Regions from separate parts of the Bactrocera dorsalis genome. Here region 1 is linked to region 2. Evidence: chromatin contacts called from public Hi-C data. All regions are on one chromosome and are shown on one strand. Each heading gives the region's core, a stretch centred on a gene start, on an enhancer-like site or on the middle of the called end of the contact. The rest is flanking DNA. Distances are from core to core; before and after follow the strand shown. Region 1 overlaps LOC105230770 (cryptochrome-2). Region 2 holds the start of LOC105230821 (odorant receptor 22c).

What was found. A called contact is a pair of places that touch in the nucleus more often than the background predicts.
Region 1: a Hi-C map of whole body shows a contact between it and region 2, with 2.8 times the contacts expected there. The contact joins the enhancer-like site here to the promoter of LOC105230821 in region 2. A contact is called at or near these places in 2 of 2 Hi-C or Micro-C datasets (both in whole body).

The regions. Positions count from the first base shown.
Region 1 is chr1:111,712,163-111,715,751 of ASM2337382v1, reverse strand. All of the region lies in intron 3 of LOC105230770 (cryptochrome-2), which reads left to right. Among protein-coding and RNA genes, the nearest start is that of LOC105230769, 18 kb to the left of the region's middle. Within about 2 kb of position 1,586, the one cell type or tissue checked has open chromatin away from gene starts, as enhancers often do.
Region 2 is chr1:111,489,312-111,492,747 of ASM2337382v1, reverse strand. LOC105230821 (odorant receptor 22c) reads right to left here and starts at 1,429. Exons shown (of 7, transcript XM_049449591.1): 1 at 962-1,429; 2 at 1-164. The coding sequence starts at 1,301.

The DNA.
Region 1 (3,589 bases), core at 337-2,836, 220 kb before region 2:
GGCTTCGGCTCACCTTTGCCACGATATTCGGGCGACTGATTGTCTGTTTCAGAGCCGTAAGCATATATCCTACACTCATCGTCAGTAATAATGCGTTTCAAGACATTAACGTGACGCCGGTTTTCGAAAAAATTGAGTGATTTTGGAACCAATCGTGCTTTTAAGAAAAGCTTAGACCCAAATATTCTTTCAAATTGGTTTTCACTGCTCCTTCCGATATTGCAACGATGCCAGTAAGATCTCCGACTATTAAAAGTCGATTCTCAGGCACCAAATCCTTTATTTCATTGACGTGTTGATCATCATTTGATATTGACAAGTTTTGCCTCGAGATAGCTGTGAAAGCACCACCGAAGTCTAGAAGCTTTAGTGTTAGCCCACTAAGATATGAACTCCGAAGAAAGAATTAAAATATAACGAAAAGCGCATTTGAAGTGAACGCCTTGTTGGAGAAGTTTATCCAAAACCCAAGTCGTTACTCTGTTTTTCTAGTAAAGCAGTTTGGCCTCAAATCCCGGCAATTTATGTATCATATATTATAATAAACATTGAGTCGTAGTAAGAATTACGTAAAAGGCAGGGTATCTTTGCAACCATACTCATTTAGGAGACAGCCCCAAGTCTATCGGGTTGATACTGTGGGTCTCAGAAGATAGCAAGTCGCGGGTGACCAGTTCAGGAAAGGCACATAGCAATCACCCAAGAAATATTGTAGCAGTATGCTAGAATTTTATATATGTGGTAGAGGTCACAGTTTTCTTCTTTGAGCTTCAAGGAAATCATACAAAAAAATGCCAAGTAAAATGGTTCGGTGGTTCAGAGACTTATTGCTTACTGGTCTACTCTGGACTTCTGATAGATGAGCTTATAAGAGTTTTCTAATAATTATGAACCAATAGTTCAATGGGAAGTAACGTTCCTTGCTTTCGGTAGGGTAATTTTAAACTCATAACAACTTTTCGACTGGAACCAAGGGCGAAACGTCTACTGAAGTTCGGTTGTGGACTTATGTTTTAGTACTTTGCGCTTTGTAAGCTCAGTTGAAGGGCAAGCGACCTCTCAATGATTTAATATTGTTCAGCGGTTTTGATTTTTGCCTGGCCACTTAATAAATAATCGCGCCGTCCTTCGCTACAGCTCAAGTGAGCCATCCGAGCAAACGTAAATCTCTTTAGAATTGCGATGCATTTTTGTAAAGAAAACAATTTCCAAAAATTTAATAACACTAAAAGCTTCATTTATCTTAAACGTCCATCCGCGATAGCACAAGTGTCTTTCGCTGACCCAGTGCTCCTCACTCTTCGCACCTCAAACCCTCGTTTACACAAAGTAGTTGGGCGCTGCTCGACTAGTGTATGTATGTACGTTGACGTAGATCAGCACTTACGTTGATTTGCTCAATGCACACAATGCACCCTGTTGTACAACAACACCAATAACTGAACAAGAATTGGTCACATGCGAGCTGCAACAACGTCTTCTTGTAAGCTGCCGAACAAATTGGTCTCTTGCGGTGGTTAACGGCACGCATACAGAACTGAGTATCTTGCCGCTGCTTGCAACGGTACTTGTGGCAAGAACATTCAAGTATGCACTATTGACATTTCAGCAGCCCTCTCTGCCAATTCGTCGTCACACCAGGTATTATGTTGAACCCAACAATCGACGTTCGGCTATTTGTTGTGCTCGCATTGTCTGCTGCCTGTCAGCGCCTGTATGTGCTCTGTGTCTGTGTGTGCGTGTGCGTCGAACATGTGTTTACGTCGTCATTTCCACTCGACACCTTTTCTACTCGCTCAGCTTGCAACATTCTCCGTTTGGCTGTCGGTGCAACAATGCAGCATTCACCAGACTTTGTTGGCTCGTTGCTTATTGCATTGGAATTGCTTAATTTGGCGCATGATTTAGCTAATACCCGCTGATGCTGAAGCTTAAGCAGCTATTGACGTTATACAATACACCAACTCGGCGTGTGGCACGGCGAAAGACTTGTTTGTTATGGGTCTGATTTGCAACCAAGCGGCTAATATTCGCTTGAACAGTTTATTTTTTAGCGTTTAAACGAAGTGAGCGAGAACGCGTTAAGTTCTTAATGTGTTAAGGAAAAGCTACATTGACTTTGATAACTCAGCCTTTGTGGGAAATTTTTACTCTTTGAAGATTTTCGTTATGTTTCCCTATGTACAGTGAAAAGTGGTATTAGATTTTGTTGCTTGAGGAATTTAGATCTCGACCTGTTAGTATCCTGGGTCGCCAAACCTTTCCAGTATTTTTGGCTGACCTTCTCCTATTTGTGATACAAATTAACTCATTTGTCCAGTCTTTCACAGTTGCTTAGAGGTAAAGGGTTCCTAATGAAGTTTGTCGTAGAAAATCTTTTGTTGCCGGTCGTGAACTTACTCACTACACGATGAATGAGTGTATTAAACATATTCGTAAATTCTGTAGGTTCCCACTGACCTGGGGAGAATCTGTGTTCAAATTAAGTAACTAATATCTGGTCGGCAGAGCTTCAAACTTGGTGCACAAGTCATTCGAAGATTAAATTTCAAGATGCACTAATGGTTCGAAGATTAGCTGAAAATTATATTGAACTGGTAATTTATAGCTATGAGGAATGTGGCTCAGATCACAGTCCTTCACCTGGTATTCGCTTGTGATTGCTTCTTCTTCTCCTTTATTGACGTAGACACCTCTTACGCGATTATAGCCAAGTTTACAACAGCGCGCCAGTCGTTCTTCCTTTTCGCTAGTTGGCGCCAATTGGGGATTCCAAGTGTAGTCAGGTCCTTTTCCACCTGTTCTTTCCAACGGAGTAGAGGTCTTCATCTGCTTCCCTCGGCGGGTCCTGCTTCAAATACTCTTAGAGATAGATTGTTTTCATCCCTACGGACAACATGACTTAGCCAGCTTAACCGCTGTCTCTTAATTCGCTGAACTAAGTCAATGTCGTCGTATAGCTCTTACCTTATCGTTCCATCGGATGCAATATTCGCCGTTGCTAATGCGCAAAAGACCATACATCTTTCGCAGAACCCCTCTCTCGAAAACTCGTATCGTCGACTTATCAGATGTTGTCATCGGCCATGCCTCTGCACCATCTAGCAGGACGGGAATAATGAAGGACTTATAGAGTTTTGGGTTTGTTCGCCGAGAGAGGAAGCCCTTGCATACAATAAAAAGTGTAACGAATGTGTGACCAGCTCAGAATTGACTCATGGTTTCGAATGATCCAGATCCAAATAAATATTTACAATCCTTAAATGCCTTAAAGCTTTAATGTATCCAAACCAGACAGATAATTCAGGTCTTCAAACATTAAGTCGATAAAAGAAGAGCTTCCATCGAAGAAGACAAGTCCAAACTGCCAGATAACCGTGTATTTCCTGTTTCCCGTTAGCTTTAGAAGACAGTTTCAGGTTAGGTTAGGTTGGTAAAATAATTGGATTTGGATTGGATTGGATTTGAATTTTGGTGATACTATATGATGCCGCCAAAGAGATTGATGAAGAAAAAGAATATGAAAATGGCATGAAAATGAAAAAAATTTCTTACCGGCGAGGTTTTTGGGCTTATAGAATCATTTATG
Region 2 (3,436 bases), core at 180-2,679:
CAGCTCGACTTCCAGCGACTGCCACTTGTAGTAGCCCATTTTCAGCAGCGGCAAAATGTTGAAAAATGTATTCGTTAGCGAACCAGATAAGAGCAGCACAAAGGACAACGCGGAACCAAACGAGGCCAGTGGCTCCACGATGCGGCGCTTTTCGGCGCTGGTGTCTGCGGTAGTGCGAAGTAACAAATGTGGAATAGAAAAGTTACACAAAAACAACAATTGCTGCGGAGGCACTACGCCAAAATTAGGGCACATATGCACACGAATATTTGGATTTTACGACAAAACTTGCAGGCTGCGATGTGCATATGTAAAGGGTGGTTCATAAGGTGAGTTTTATCATTTCGGAACTCAAGCGAAAGAATTGGTCGCTCTTGGTATCCCTCAAATAAAAATCTTCAGCCGAATCAGTGGTATAACACCATATTTTACTGAAATTTAAGATGGTCCGAGTCCATGTTTTCGATTTCCGACCAAGAAACATATATTAAGCCTCTATCAACCATGGAACTGAACCTAACCTATAGGTTATTAAATTTTGGCCGAGGATACCACGACTCCAATCCTTTTCATTCAGAGTCCACGTTTTCGATTTCCATCAAATAAACATATATCAAACGTCTATGAGCCATGGAACTCAACCTCACTTAAGGGTTAGGCTCAGGTCAAAGGCTAAGCTACGGCAGAAACATTCGCACAAAGACGGAGACCGAAAATGTGCTTGACTCACTTAACAGTCTCGCTAACTTACTGCCCAAACCAGCACCCACAGTCGGAACCTCGTTTCGACAAAAAAACTCACTTTAATGGAAGCACATTCCTTATGAATCTTTTAAAAAGTTGTTCAGCTTCGCCGTTGAATTTTTATCAATATTCTCAGAGCCCGTAAAAATCAAATGATTAAAACACACATTAAGAACCACCCTTTACGCGTTAGGGCATTACGGCCCGCAGCACTTACCTAGCAACAACAATTGGTGCATACTATTAATCACATATTGCCAACGCTTGTGGCGCCCAAAAAATATGGTCATCTTCAATAGTGAAATGACCTTGGTAATTCCCGGACAGAAAGCCTCGAGCGCGCTAAAAAGATCGTACAAATAAACGAAACCGTAGGAAACCTCACCGAAACCGCCGACGGCCACGGCAAAGGTATTCACGTAGAAACGCAACGCAGTTAGCCATGAACGATGCCGATTAGTTGATTGTGGCCAAAAACCGGCGACGCGAGCCGAAAAGCGCGGAATGCGAAAGAAGCTGCGTTCGATGGGCACCTGTGGACCCAACAGACGGCGCATCTTATGACAGCTGAACAGCTAACGGCGGCGTACAAAGTGGTATGCTAATTTCAAGGCAACAACGAGTGTGTGTCAGCAGCAATGCGTAGCTTTTAACGCTCGAAATGCGTGGACACGAATGTTGCTAACCGAATTGGCGCCATTTATTTTATAGCATCGTACCGTAATTAGGTGAAAGCAGCATTAGCTGATGTTACATGCATGGGTTACGCCCACAGGCTATAATTACTAAACACATCTACATGCTATTTATAACTATATAACTACGCACATGCGCGTGTGTTTATGTGGCTAATAATCATAGTGCATGCCAGAAAGTTGTGTAACTTCTAATGTAGTTGGCCACCCGAATTTTAAATTCATAACAATGCATTCAAAATCATAAAAATATTTAATTCAAAATTCGTAATTTCCATTTAGCGGTGAAACTTTTAATTACAAAAACTGAGAAAAAGTTCATAAACATTTACAGGGTTCAGAGGGGGCAGCTTTTAGGTTGTATGTGATAGTCGTGTGTGGTGGTCGCGAAGGCTACGATTAGGAGGGCTACTTATAACCCTAAAAGAAGTGAGAGAAACTCACAGCGCTACACCAACTGAACAGTTTAGAGCTTAACTAAATACGAGTTGCTCTAATTGAATACACATTTTCATAGGAGATCTGATTTAGTAGACGGATTCTAGCGTCCACGAACATTTTATTTCGTTAGAAGACGAAAAACTCAATAAAGTTAAGAAACTTTTCATGAGAACATATTGATGGCCGATATTGTAGAAAATCCGGAATTCTAAGTATGCCGGACTTTCCTGTGTTTTTGAATAAAATGTAATAGGCTTCTACGAGTATAGTTTTTCAGTCTTAGATCAAATTTTCATACGCATTCTGTAACTCTGTACATAAAGAAGAATGCTGCATTCAAGCAAAATTTTAATTTTTGAAAATTTTTTTTTGCTTTCGGTAATATTTTCCCTTCATGCCCGTTTTCGATCCTTTGGAGAATGTATATCGCGCGTTTTGCTCAACTCAAGGCCAACATAATCGGTATACTCGGTATACTGAGCGAACTATTCAACCGAATATACCACAGTGAAGAAAATATAGTAATCATAGTTGAGAGTGTACACGAAGACTGTGGAGAATTGGTTTGGTGCCGTTCTTACCAGATCGTACTAACGTTATTCACGGTTGTGGCCAATCGATTGGTCCCCAAGATCATAAGATACCACACCGTTAGACTTTTTCTTATGGGGATTTGTAAAATCGAAATCCTATGCAGACAATCCCGCTTCGATTCAGGCTTTGGAATTGAATCGAAAATTGGGCTCAACGGATGGACCATCTGAGACGTAGCCGCGGCCAATATTTGAAAAAGATTATCTTCAAAAAATAAATGCTAAAGAATGTTCTTTCGAATTATGATAAGCATTCTCCATTAAATTTGAAGTCTCTGTGTTGTTCCTTTAAAAAAGTAAGGAACCTCGAAAAGTATTTCCTTTATAAAATCAAGTAGAAAGAAGTCCAATAAATGGCTTTAGTAATAGGTATCTGGCGCGAGCAGGCAAATATTTCGTATTTGAACTTCACAGACAGTTTTGAAATGCTTGACCCAGTTTTGTTGGGGCAGATGTCAAAGATGAACACCAGCAAATTATAGTTTTTTTTTCGAAAACGCAACAGACGGCTAAAAATATAGTGTTTATGGTCCTGAGACAGCAGGCCAATTGTCGAATATATCGATAAAATAATGGAAATCGTCTGACCGTCATTTAAATCTTACTGGTGATAAGAAGTAGATCACTTACGACAAATTCAAGCGAAAACTGTCGAAAACGTTGGCCGAGTCAGGATTGACGACCAGGAAGGTTTTCTTATGTTTTTGGTGCAATTGGTAAGGAATCGTCTATTATGAGCAGCTCTCGTAGGCTCAAAATCGTAATTTGGACCTATGTTTGTATACTGTCGATTATTCGACCGTCTGTCAAAAGCTCCGTCAGGATCAATAAGGATCTCTTCGTGGCGTTCGATACCAAACTAGGTTTCAAACAAGGCAACTCTCTTTCAAGCGACTTCTTCAATCTACTCTTGGAGAAAATAATTCCAGCTGCAGAACTAAATAGAGAAGGTACAATCTTCTA